Linked DNA regions of Ovis aries: region 1 is linked to region 2. A link is a contact called in public Hi-C data. All regions are on one chromosome and are shown on one strand. The core of a region is the stretch at or near the end of the contact, and the rest is flanking DNA. Distances in the headings are between cores, read along the strand shown. Region 1 overlaps LOC132657264 (a long non-coding RNA gene). Region 2 has its middle 280 kb from the start of NDFIP2.

Region 1 (6,670 bases), core at 978-3,477, 500 kb after region 2:
TACATGAGAGTATGGGAGGGAAAGGAGCTTTGATTTTACATATTTGGGTTTTGTATGGTATTTCCCTTGAAGAATGAATTGCCCTGAAAAACTTCAAATACTATGAGTATGTTTTGCTGATGATAATCGACCCAATATTTAGAAACAACTGAATGTATAAAACTTTTCATTGAAAGTCTGCTGCTGCTGCTGCTAAGTCACTTCAGTCGTGTCTGACTCTGTGTGACCCTGTAGACGGCAGCCTGCCAGGCTCCTCCGTCCATGGGATTCTCCAGGCAAGAACACTGGAGTGGGTTGCCATTTCCTTCTCCACATTGAAAGTCTAAATTAGATTATTTATGAATGGACTTCTTTATTGATATATACTTTATGTATTACTAGTCCTGAATGAATCAACTTAAAATTATATGTGTTTCTTTTTCTTGTTTTGTTCATGATAGTGGTTTTATTTATTTATTTATTTATTTAATTTTTATTTTTACTTTATTTTACTTTGCAATACTGTATTGGTTTTGCCATACATTGATATGAATCCACCACGGGTGTACATGCGTTCCCAAACATGAACCCCCCTCCCACCTCCCTCCCCATAACATCTCTCTAGGTCATCCCTGTGCATCAGCCCCAAGCATCCTGTATCCTGCATCAGACATAGACTGGCAATTCGTTTCTTACATGATAGTATACATGTTTCAATGCCATTCTCCCAAATCATCCCACCATGGTGGTTTTAAAAGCCATGGTTTTTACTGTTGGAAGAACTTTTAGTCTAAGAGTACTCATGTGTTCATAAACCTTATAGTCTAGGAGAAGCAATCTGGAAAGAGAAAACTCTTTTTATACCCCAGGAGTTCCCCAGCAAATAGATATGTACTTAAATGGAAGTGCATTTTTTCCACCCTTGGACTGACCACATAAAATTTGACACAGCCAAGGCATTGATCTAAACGAAGCTAGGATGCATACAAGAGCTGGTAGATTTATTTTAGGTCCTTTTTAGCCAAAGCTACTTTTTTGCTTTATTTATATTATCAGAATCTTCTTTGCTTTTCATTCTCTTCTGATCAGAGAGGTAGACTTCTTTAGACCTACCTTCTCTGTTAACAGTAGCCATTAGTCACATGTGGCTGAAATGTCCTGAATACAAGCTAGATTTCAGTGACTTAGTATGGAGGAAAAAAAAATTGATGGTGAACTAGCTCATTTGCATATTTTTGTATTATACATTAAAATGACAACAGTGGTTAAATAAACATTATTGAAATTAATTTCTTTTCATTAATTTCTGTTTCCTTTTACTTTTTACCACTGAAAAATATTAATTTACATATATGGCTCCCATTTCTGTTGATGGAAACTCCTGTAGACCAATAGTTCGTAACCTTTTTTGAATAATGATGCATTTCTTTGATACTCTGATAAAAGCTCAATAGATCGGAGAGAGATAGATACTGTCAATTCTGTTACAGCCAACAGATGTGTCCCTAAGACTTGCCTTACTGTGCAAAATCATGTCATAGAAGCCACAGGGCTGGCACTGGAGTAGACTTTCAACAGTTTCATCAGTGACCTGTGAAGAAACATAGTAAACATGGTAGCATGGTTCTGTCCATGGCGAGTGGTTAAGAAATATGCCAGTATTACAATAAATACGGTGCTTGACCCTGAAAATGTCTCATTTGTCTGTAGGGGTGGAGCTCTACAACTGCCCACCTCCAATGCCTGCCTTGTTCCTCTGGCCTCCACTGTCTGTGTCAGAGGATGAGAACTTGTTAGGAAAGCAGAAAAAGACTGAGAGAAAGAGAAGGAGAAAAATAACAGAGAACAGACAGGAAAAACACAAAAGAGGCTGAGAGGAAAGAAGGGGAAAAATGAAAGAGAAGGGAGGGCATGAGGCTGATTGCCAGTCAGCGGGGTTGTGGCGTGTGATTGGGAGGTTACCTGAACTCAGATGGAATGTTGGAAGAGCACAAGGAGAAAGTTGGGAAGTGAAAGTGAAAGTCGCTCAGTCCTGTTGGGCTCTTTACGACCCCATACAGTCCATGGAATTCTCCAGGCCAGAATATTGGAGTGGGTAGCCATTCCCTTCTCCAGGGGATCTTCTCAACCCAGGGGTGGAACCCAGGTCTCCCGCATTGCAGGTGAATTCTTTACCAGCTGAGATATCAGGGAAGCCAGGAGAGAGTTGGAACAGTAAAGTCAACAGCAAAGGTAGAGTTCATTGTTCGGAAGAAATGTGCGCATGCGTGCCTTTTGTTGACTTGCACAAAGCTCAGTTCAGCTAGGTGCAGTTTTCTGTGTTGGCCTAGAGATGAAATTGGCACAAATACAAAATTAGCGCTGTGCTACAGACTTCTCTAATTTGTCAGTCACGTTGGAACAAATTCACGTTTTCAAAATAAGCGTTCTAGCAGAACTGATTGTAGAAACATACACCAGGATAGATTGTGACACACAGCTCATGTTTGCAACCTGCAGACTGGAGGAGTGTCAGGGCATGTCAGGCATGAGGAAGCAAAGGTGAAATGTCAGCAATAGGTTCTTTCAAGATGTTATAGTACCTTACATAGTTATAAGGGATTATAAGAAGGGAGTATTGAGCAGTTTGTGGAGACCCCAGTGGAATGTAGAGAGTGAATGCATTTATGGGGTTGGATTCTTGAGGGTAGAAGATGTTGAACTTGAGGAGCAGAGAAGGTAGATTCCCATTGCATACCAACTGAGAATGCTGTATTTACACAGCCTTTCTAATCTATGATAGAATTGTCCAGGAAAATCTATTTGCGAATAGAACTCTCAGGGGCAGGAAATGAATGCTTGGTGAGAGGAAAATTCCAAGAGTTAGTAGGAAAAGAGAGCAGATATTGACTTAATAGTCTGCTTCTATTTATCTTGGGCTTTAGTTATAATCCACAGAACTTGGTTCCTGTGACTTTACAGAAATAGGTCTAAGAATCTGTCAAGGGAAAGTGAACTGAGATCTTCAAGTCACTAGGAGTAGTGAAGTAACTTTGAAAATTAAATCAAACCATTGAAGTAGTTGCCCATTAAACATGTTAATACTAATGATGGTGATGATGATGATAATAAGCTAGTATTCATTGGGCTTTAAGTGTAGCTGGGAACCTACTATATGTTTCATGTGGATGATTTTACTTACTGCTCATATTAAAAAAATTTTTTTTAATTTAGTTTTTAATTGAAGGATAATTGCTTTACAGAATTTTATTTGTTTCTGCCAAATATCAACATGAATTGCTCATAACATTTTGAGAAAGGATTTTTACCTTTCTTATCTATTTCTTTTTACAGATAGAAGTGACTATGCCAACATCACACTGGTAGCAAGTAGCTGAGTTGGAGGAGCTTGAAGGCAGGCAGCCTAAACCGTGTTTGCATGAAAGACTCTGGTCTTATTAGTGATCTTGCTGGGGACTTTCCTTTTCTACTGTTGTATATTCTTGTTGTTCAGTTGCAAAGTCGTGTCTGACTCTGCGACCCCATGAACTGCGGTATACCAGGTCTCCTCGTCCTTCACTATCTCCAGAGTTTGCTCAAACTCGTGTTCATTCAGTCAATGATGCCATCCAACCTGTTCATTCTTTGTTGCCCCCTTCTCCTCTTGCCCTCAATCTTTCCCAGCGTCAGGGTCTTTTCCAGAGTCAGCTCTTTGCATCAGGTGGTCAAAGTGTGGGAGCTCAACTTCAGCATCAATTCTTCCAACGATGTTTGGGGTTGATTTCCTTTAGGATTGTCTGGTTTGCTCTCCTTACTGTCTGAGGGACTCTGGTATTGTTTAAATTTGTGTAATGAAATGCTATTACTTAGGTTATTTTTAAAATGGAAGGAAAATATACATATACAGGTTTAAAAAAGGAAGCATAGAAAAAATAAATAAAAACAATTAAAAAAACTGAAATCAAGTTTAAAATTCACATCCAACATACTATAATACATATATTTGCGTAGCATGACTTGAAAATGTTACTTGATACACATGTGCAGGGGTTTTTCCTTCCATGTATAGGCTCCTTGGGGAGTTTCCATTGCTACTGGATGTATATAGGATTGCCAACTGTATATCATAGTAACAGTGGGTGATATAATCAATTTTAAATTGCTGTTCAGTTTTATCCAAGGCATATTTAACATTCAGCTTTAAATGTTAACAAATGTCATTCATTATTTTTAAGAAATAGGTAGAATTAGTCATTTTTCGCAGGTTCAGTTAAATTTTCTTGTGTGATGATGCAGGGATAGTATGCTATACAGAAAGCAACACATTATTGTAAAAGCCTAAACTGCACATTTGTTCAAATTATTTTCCATTTGCTTTCTTTCTTTTTTTTTTTTTGCTCTAGATTCTAATTTATAAGAAGGGTATGTATAGTAAGGCATTTTGTATTTAAGCTAAATCTATTTTTAAATGAAATTTTTTTTTCTGTAAGTAACAATGGGCACAACCAGATTTTATTCTCTCTGCTTTATGACGGGAATACGATCTGTTTTCTCTATTATCTTTCCAGATACTTGGTTCTTATTAGTGGATTAGAAATGACACATTTTAGAAAGAAAAATAGGGACTTCCTTAGTGGTCTTGGACTGCAGGAACATGGGTTTGATCCCTGGTCAAGGGAACTCACATCCCATGTGCCACTCAAGATGGCCAAAAAAGGGAAAGGAAAGTTGTTACCAAACCAGACCTAGGTCTGCTTACCTGCAGTAAAGCAAATATACTGACACTGGGTTGTGGTGAAACAAAGAGTAGTGTTTATTGCAGGTTGCGAAGCAAGGAATGCAGGCAGCTAGTGCTTAAAAGGCCCCAACTCCTGGAGGCTTTCAGGGAAAGATTTTTAAAGACAGGGTGAGGGAGATGGGATTTGGGGGGTTTGTTATCAGCTTGTGAACATTCTGATTGGTTGGTGGTGACGTGATCAGGAGTCACTATCATCAACCTGCTAGCTCCAACCCATCTAGGGTCCACAGGCTTGTGGGCAGCATATAGTTAACTTCTTGCTCCTGGTGGGGGTTTCAGTATCTGCAAAACAGCTCTAAGGTCATGGCTCAGAATATTATCTAGAGCCCTTGAAAGTGAAAGTTAGTCACACAGTTGTGTCCGATTTTTTGTGACCCCATGAACTATAGCCCACCAGGCTCCTCTGCCCATGGGATTTCCCCAGGCAGGAATACTGGAGAGGGTTGCCATTCCCTTCTCCAGGGGATCTTCCTGACCCAGGGATCAAGCCTAGGTCTCCTGCACTACAGCCAGATTCTTTACCCTTACGTGTATGTGTGTGTTAGTCGCTCAGTTGTGTCTGACTCTGTGACCCCATGGACACAAAATATCTTTAAATTTGTGCAATGAAATGCTATTACTTAGATTATTTAAGGTTATAGCCTGCCAGGCTCCTCTGTCAATGGAATTTTCCAGGCGAAGATACTGGAATGTGTTGCCATTTCCTTTTCCAGGGGATTTTCGCAACCTAGGGATTGAACCCAGGTCTCCTGCATTGCAGAGCCCTTGAGGAGGAATTAAAGATCTTTGACTTTGTTTAATGGCTAAAGTATTATTATTTTGTCTTATTCATTTTCTTTCTACATGTTTTTCCCCCCTTCTCTGATTAAATTTAATATATGGGACTCAGGGAAGTCCTAGGAGGCTAAAGTTTCTCTATGGACAATGGGCAGGTGGAGTACATGGTGGGGAGTGGGGAGTTGGTTCTGGGAAGGCCCCATAGGGTCCTGCTCAGTTATAGTAGAAGACCATTCCCTACCCCTTGTAATCCCTACTTTCAGATGTTCCATGATTTGGGAGATGTCATTTTGTCTGTTCACATTTTTTTTTTTTTTTTTTTCTGTGTGTGAAAGGAAATAAGCATATACATTTGAGGATGAGATTTTTCTAAAGAACTCTTTTTTCTTTTTTTTTTTTTTAGAGTTGCAGTAGGAGCATATTTTCTCCTATTATTGGATAAATACCTAGTGAGGTGAGCTTTCCTGGTAGCTCAGCTGGTAAAGAATCCGCCTGCAATGCAGGAAATCCTGGTTTGATTCCTGGGTGGGGAAGATTCCCTGGAGAAGGGATAGGCTACCCACTCCAGTATTCTTGGGCTTTCCTAGTGGCTCAGATGGTAAAGAATCTACCTGCAATGTGGGAGACCTGGGTTTGATCCCTGGATTGGGAAGATCCCTTGGAGGAGGGCATGTCAACCCACTCCAGTATTCTTGCCTGGAAAATCCACATGGACAGAGGAGCCTTGTGGGTTCAGTCCATGGGATCTTGAAGAGTTGGACATGACTGAGTGACTAAGCACAGCACACATCTGCTGAGGTGCTCTCTCTCTCTCCCTCCAATTCCTCTTCTGACTTTCCTGAAGAAGAACCATGTACTTAAGACTAACTTTGCTCTCCACATCACCTTACCTGGTTCACCCAAACATCTTGGCTGCACTTCCCAGAGAGATGGAATGTCTGGGACTGCTGGTGGGGGGTTGGGGGCTGCTGTCAGGGATAGCTGCCCTCCAGCACTTGTCACCACATAGTTCTCCTATGACTTCTCAAGTGGTGTAACTAAGCAGATCCTGCCAGCAGTCTTGTCTGGGGGGCCAAAGGAGAGAGAGGAGGGTGAGGAGATTCTCCTTCACCAGCTAGAGATACCTTCATGCACTGT
Region 2 (6,644 bases), core at 1,642-4,141:
TGGCAATTTGATCTCTGGTTCCTCTGCCTTTTCTAAATCCAGCTTCTAAATTCACATACCACTGAAGCCTGGCCTGGAGAATCTTAAGCATTACTTTGCTAGTGTGTGAGATGAATGCAATTCTGCGGTAGTTTGAACATTCTTTGGCATTGCCTTTTTTGGGGATTGGAATGAAAACTGACCTTTTCCAGTCCTGTGGCCACTGCTGAGTTTTCCAAATTTGCTGGCATATTGAGTGCAGCACTTTAACAGCATTGTCTTTTAGGATTTTAAAAGCTCAACTGAATTCCATCACCTCCACTAGCTTACCCCTGAATCTGCTTCTAACTGTTTTTGTTTTTATACTCATCAGAGGAGCTCAAACTACAGATACTAATTAGACTGCCTTATGCAATGTTTGGGGCAAATATTTCTCTAAATGTTGAGTGTCTTCTGCATTCAAGATTATAAGAACATTTTTAGAAGATAGGTAAGTAACAATTCAAAATCAAAATTTTTCACTCATAAGGAAAATGATCCTTTTCATAACTGAAAAAAGAAATCATTCCATTTAGGGGAAGAAAGAAAGAAAGTGAAGAAAAACACTAATGCAAAGTGTTGTAAGTGAAGTTAGTTGACTGCCCCTCAAAGAGTACTGAGTTATTTTCCTGTCATCAGAAGTACAAGAGACTAATCATGATTACGTTACATTACTAAACATAATTTTATTCTTTTCAGTAATTAAGATTTATTTACATTTCTATCACTCATCACAAAACTACCCTAATTTTTTTATATTTTTACTCTTAAATGGTTAATTAGATAAAAAAGCATGTAAATTTATTTTTAAATGATTTCCAGTTAGCTCTTTTTTTAAAAAAATCAGAAAATGTTTCTTGAATGCAGTGAATTCTCCAATTTTGCCTTCACCAACCTGTTTGTGTTTTTTTTCCACCTTTTATACTCCAGAGGAAGAGAATGCACCAATTGCCACTAGAAATTTACATTCTCGACAATGTGGTAGAGAGAGAAACATCTTCCTGAGTGCCATTCAGATATTACCATTTGACTTTGTTTTTTTCCATCACAATGATATTGGGTCACATTCATGTCTGATAGGCAGGGAGGTGCCCAGAATCTGGAAACAGACGTCTTGGAAACAACCCTCCATCATGCCACCTACCTGCGAAGCAGACCTTAGTTAAGTAACTTAAATTTTCTATGCCTCACTAAGACTCCTAGTCTACTAAATAGGGGTAAAGTTAGTGAGTGAATATGAAGTCGCTCAGTCATGTCCAACTCTTTGCGACCCCATGGACTGTAGCCTACCAGGCTCCTCTGTCCATGGGATTTTCCAGGCAAGAGTACTGGAGTGGGTTGCCATTTCCTTCTCCCAGGAGATCTTCCCAACCCAGGGATCAAACCTGGGTTTCCTGCATTTTAGGCAGATGCTTTACTGTCTGAGCCACCAGGGAAGGGGTAAAGTTAATGGTACTTAATTCATAGTGTATTGTAACGATTAAATGGGTATGTATACGCATGTACACTTCAGCAATACTAAGGACTCAAAACATATGAACTATTACTGATATTATTAACATCAACTGTTTCCCTAACAGTTAATTGAGGGACTAGGGGTTAGAGGAAATCATGGCACCAAAATTTTTATAAGACCATGTAGGGCTTCCCAGGTGGCACCAGTGGTAAAGAAATGCCTGCTAATGCAGGAGGTGCAAGTTCAATCCCTGGGTCAGGAAGATCCCCTGGAGGAGGAAATGGCAACCTACTCCAGTATTCTTGCTTGAACAATTCCATGGGCAGAGGAGCCTGGCAAGGTACAGTCTATGGAGTCGCAAAGAGCTGGACACAACTGAGAACATGGGTGTGTGTGTGCACATACAGGCACATACATGCACAGTCCAATCAAGTGGTTTGGGTGGACTAGATACTAATACAATTTCTAAAAGCAGCCAAGAGCTTTTATAAGTGTTTTTTTTTTTGAGCTGCACATTGTGTGATTTCTATAATTGTAGTAATTTGTATTCATTGTTTTGTTAGTCTTGCCTATTCTTTGTTGTTTATACGTTTATACTGGAGGCAGTGGGAGCTTGTGATACTGTGTTCTACCTCAGAGTTTACCTTGCAGACTGATAGGCTCAGGTAAGGTCAGTGGAAATATCTGCGAGAAAGGGAGGAAAAGTGCCTGACACGTTAAGGACCCTAGCAATAAAGCAGGGGCTCCAAGGGCAAAGTGGAGGCTAATCTCAAAGGCCTTAACACATTGAGGTCTAAAACAGTGCTTCAGCTGTGGCAAACGCTGGGCTGCAGTCAGCCCAGGGCCGAGGCAAATGGTGGGTTATTTGGGGGCAATCAATTTTTTCAGAGTTGAAAAATTTCCAAACCACCCAAAAGTACTCCAGTGAGCTACAATCTGACACCTACTCTCAGTCCATCTTTACTCAGATTCAGTGATAGGGAAAGAATTCTCCCCACCCTAGCATTCACTGAGTTTAAATTCTATCTTTTTGTAACTTAACTCACACATAAAATCTCTCCCATCCCCACACTGCCCATTTTGAAAAGGAGGAAATTAGCATAGATGTTAGACGCTACTCTGGGACTGCACACACTCTTTCATTTAATCTTTGCCCTCATCCATCATAATCAGTATTTTTACCCCCATTTTTGGGATGGTATGGGAGGCAGAGTCCAGTTTTACTGTTTCCCTAAGGTGACACAATTAGTAGGCATGCCCTTTGGACTCAAACGGAATGTTGAACTTTAATTTTTTTTAAGCTTTTCATTTTGTATTGGGATATAGCTAATTAACAAACAATGTTGTGACAGTCTCAGGTGAACAGCAAAGGGACCCAACCGTACATACACATGTGTCCATTCTCCCCCAAACCCACCTCCCATCCAGGCTACCACACATCACTGAGCAGAGTTCTATGTACTATACTGCAGGCTCTTGTTGGCTATCCACTTTAAACATAGCAGGACATGTTGAACTTTCTATTACAAATTTTCTTTCTTTTACATCCCCTTGTCTGTAGAATGTCTCAAATTGCCTTAAACAATACAAAGAAGTTGACTTTATTCTGTTATTTCATATTTCAGAGGTGCGTTTGCAAAACGTTCCAAGCATTTTCCTGAGAAACCACGTGCCGATGAAGACCTTCGCCCTGGGGTGGCAGCTGAGAGCATGTATTAGAAATAGGACCCAAAGCTGGGTTATGTCACTTCTATAAAAAGCACAGGAAGGAGAGGAGGAAAGAGTGGGCAGTGAGAGAAACCAAAAAAGACTGGGTGGCTCTGGGTATGCAGGCAGATTTGGCTCTGGAGAATGTGAGGTCTGCGTGGGATAGCAAAGCATTGTGGTAATAGGCTCCTAATTGCTCTTCCTTCTTCTGCCCAGTGCTCCCTGCAGTCTATTTTTGGCAGCGGCCTTCCTTGTTCTGTTAAGTCAATTATGTCATTTCTCATGCAGACTCTGCAATGGCTTTCCCATCTAACTTAGCGTAAAAGACAGACTCCTCCTGGCCACACCATCCCCTCTCACCGCATATCTTCTCCCCGCTTTCACCCCGATGCTCTGCATCCTCCAGCCACACTGGCCTCACTATGTGTGGGAAGCGCCAAGCACACTCCCGCCTCCCTGCCTGGGAAACTCACCTCGCAGGGACCCCCCATCCTCATGGTTCGTGCTCTTACCCCTTCCCATCCCTTTCTTTGGCCACTCAATCTAAAAAGTCCCCTACATTCAACCTTTCATTTCCACTTTCCCTTTTTTAAACTCACTTCTTTTTTTTAAGATAAAAATTTTAAAACTTTCATATTTTTTATATTAGAGTATAGTTGATTTACAATGTTGTGATAGTTTTGAGTGTACAGTGAAGTGATTCAGTTATACAGGTGTCTGTTCTTTTTCAAATTATTTCCCCATTTAGGACGTTACATAATATGGAGCAGGGGCTTCCTAGTGGTAAAGAACCTGCCTGCCATTTCAGGCAACATGAGAGACACAGGTTCAATTCCTGGGTTGGGAAGATCCCCTGGAGGAGGACAGGCAACCCACTCCAGTATTCTTGCCTAGAAAATCCCATGGATAGAGAAGTCTGGTGAGCTACAGTCCATGGGGTCACAAAAGAGTCAGACATGACTGAAGTGACTTAGCACTAGCACTTAGCATAACATGGAGCAGAATTTCCTCTGCTATACAGTACGTCCTTGTTGGTTATCCATTTTCAATGTAGCAGTATGTACATATTTCACTGACTTCTCAACCCTTCTTACTACCAACAAATGATATGCTTTATTTTCTTTTTAAATTTATTCCCTCTCTACCCCTCAAGAACTCAAGCTTTTTGAGGATTGGATTTTTGGTAGTATTGTTTACTGTGGCATCTGAAACAGGACATGGTAATAAATGCTTTTCAAAAGTTTGTTGATTATTAAAGTGGTAGTTGCCTAAAATGAGATAATTCCTTGCAAAAGTGGCTCCAGTTAATGACCTCCCTATATCTATGCTGTTTACAATGTGTCTCTGCATCTTTTCTAGGGTGTTTGGAGTCTATTTCCCAATGTTTTGAATTTGGACTGTATTTGGTTTGGCTGATATGCTGTGTGTACTTAGTAGCTCAGTCATGTCCAACTTTTGCGGCCCCATGGACTGTAACCCTCCAGGCTCCTCTGTCCATGGGATTTTTCTGGCAAGAAAACTGGAGTGGGTTGCCATTTCCTTCTCCAGGGGATCTTCCTGACCCAGGGATTGAACCTACATCTTCCATGTCTCCTGCATTGCAGGTGAATTCCTTACCCCCTGAGTCATCAGGGAAGCCCTTTCGGTTTGGCCAATTGATTGGAATAAATATAGCATGGAGCTAGTTCTCAGTCTAGGCCTCATGAGGCCATGTATATCCCTGCAGGTCTCTTGAAACTCTGCTCCCACCATGAGGACAATCTAGGAAAATCTGCTAGAGGATGAGAGAAGGGTAGAAATGAGTTATCCTAGCTGAGGCCATCCCAGACAATTCAGTCCCAGCTGATGCACCTGACCACTAATGCATAAACAAACCCAACCAAGATCAGCCAAGACTGACTTAAATTAGCCAAACTGCCAGTCAACCCATAAACTGAGCAAAAAAGAATTGTTACATACCACTGAGAATTTGTTGTTGCTGCATTCTTGTAGTAACAGCTAATTGATATACAAGATCACTCAGCTAGTGAGTAGGAGAGATAAGATTTGAATCCATATCTTCTCTCCAGAGTCCATACTCTTAACCATGACATAAGTCCTGTCTTTAGAGCATTCACAATCTAGTAGAAAAATCTAATTAATGAAATATATTGTGATAACAAATAATATAAGCACAATTTTGTAGTAGCAGGAGAAGAAAGTAATTACTTTTGTCTGGAGTGGAGCAGGCCAAAAAAGGTAGATGATCAAACACAGGGTCACAGGGTAATTATCATCAGGGTTGAGTGTAGGGAAGCTCTCCAGATAGACAAGGAGGAAAAAGAATTTGTGGGAAAAGACAATAACAAAATACCCAGTAGTCTGTGTGGAAAAAATTATGAGGCTCTGTTAAGGCATACTCAGTTATGTCCAACTCTTTGTGACCCCATGGACCGTAGCCCACCAGACTCTTCTATCCATGGGATTTTCCAGGCAAGAAAACTGGAGTGGGTTGCCATGCCCTCCTACAGGGGATCCTCCTGATCCAGGGATCCAATCCAGGTCTGAGTCTCCTGCATTGGCAGGCAAATTCTTTACCCCTGAACTACCTGGGTAGGCCTTGCTATAGCATAAAGAGTGAAAATTGAGAAACAGGAGATTTAAGTCTGGAGAAGTAAATAGTGTTCAGATTGCTGCATGTTATAATGAGTCTGAGTTTTGTCCTATGGGAAAGAGAATCATTAAAAGCCTCTAAGCTAGGAAATACTATGATGAAGTTCATGTTTAGAAAGATCAACCTGGCAGCAATGTGGAAAAGTATTCAGAGATTTCTATGACTGGAAGAAAGTAGAACCTTCAGAGGCCACTATAATGTGTAGTTTTGAAAATACAGAATGATAGTAATTGTGGTGAAGAAGAAGGCAAGAGAACCACATTACTTATTTGGGAGAGAGTGGAGGGAGAAAGGTTTCCTGAAACAATGGTATTTGAATAGGTCTTTGAGGAATGGATAGACTTCAGTAATACAAACAAAGGTAAGAACATTCCAGGCTGAAATGGCATAGTACATTGAAATTTTCTGTATAATCTCTGAAATTATTCTTAAAAATAAAATTTGTTAAAAAAGTTTTTCTAAACTACAGAGATGAAACTGTAAAGGCAAGGAATGACAGATTATTCTCAGAAATGAATACAACCTATTTGTAGGTAGAGTCACCTGAGTTCTAAAATATATTGATTACTACTGAGAAATATGGGAGGATATTCAGAATCATAAAGTTCTGGTATGTTAGAGCTGAAAAAGATCAACAAGTTGATTTGAAGGCATACTAGGCAAGGCTTTGAAAGTCACGGCAAAAGGTTTAAGTTCATTTAGCAGGCCTTTGAAATCACTGCTAATTTTTGCTTTTTGGCTGTACCTTGTAGCATGGGGGATCTTATTAATAGTTTCCAGATTAGGGATCGAAAATGTACCCCCTGAATT

The links. A called contact is a pair of places that touch in the nucleus more often than the background predicts.
Region 1: a Hi-C map of liver shows a contact between it and region 2, with 5 times the contacts expected there. The contact joins two enhancer-like sites. A contact is called at or near these places in 2 of 16 Hi-C or Micro-C datasets (liver and mixed tissues).

Annotation. Positions count from the first base shown.
Region 1 is chr10:55,970,309-55,976,978 of ARS-UI_Ramb_v3.0, forward strand. All of the region lies in intron 1 of LOC132657264 (a long non-coding RNA gene), which reads left to right. Among named protein-coding and RNA genes, the nearest start is that of SPRY2, 27 kb to the left of the region's middle. Within about 2 kb of position 2,228, at least 2 of the 54 cell types and tissues checked have an H3K27ac peak or open chromatin away from gene starts, as enhancers often do. A contact at or near this core is called in liver, where this site is marked.
Region 2 is chr10:55,472,355-55,478,998 of ARS-UI_Ramb_v3.0, forward strand. No RefSeq gene overlaps it. Among named protein-coding and RNA genes, the nearest start is that of NDFIP2, 280 kb to the left of the region's middle. Within about 2 kb of position 2,892, at least 2 of the 54 cell types and tissues checked have an H3K27ac peak or open chromatin away from gene starts, as enhancers often do. A contact at or near this core is called in liver, where this site is marked.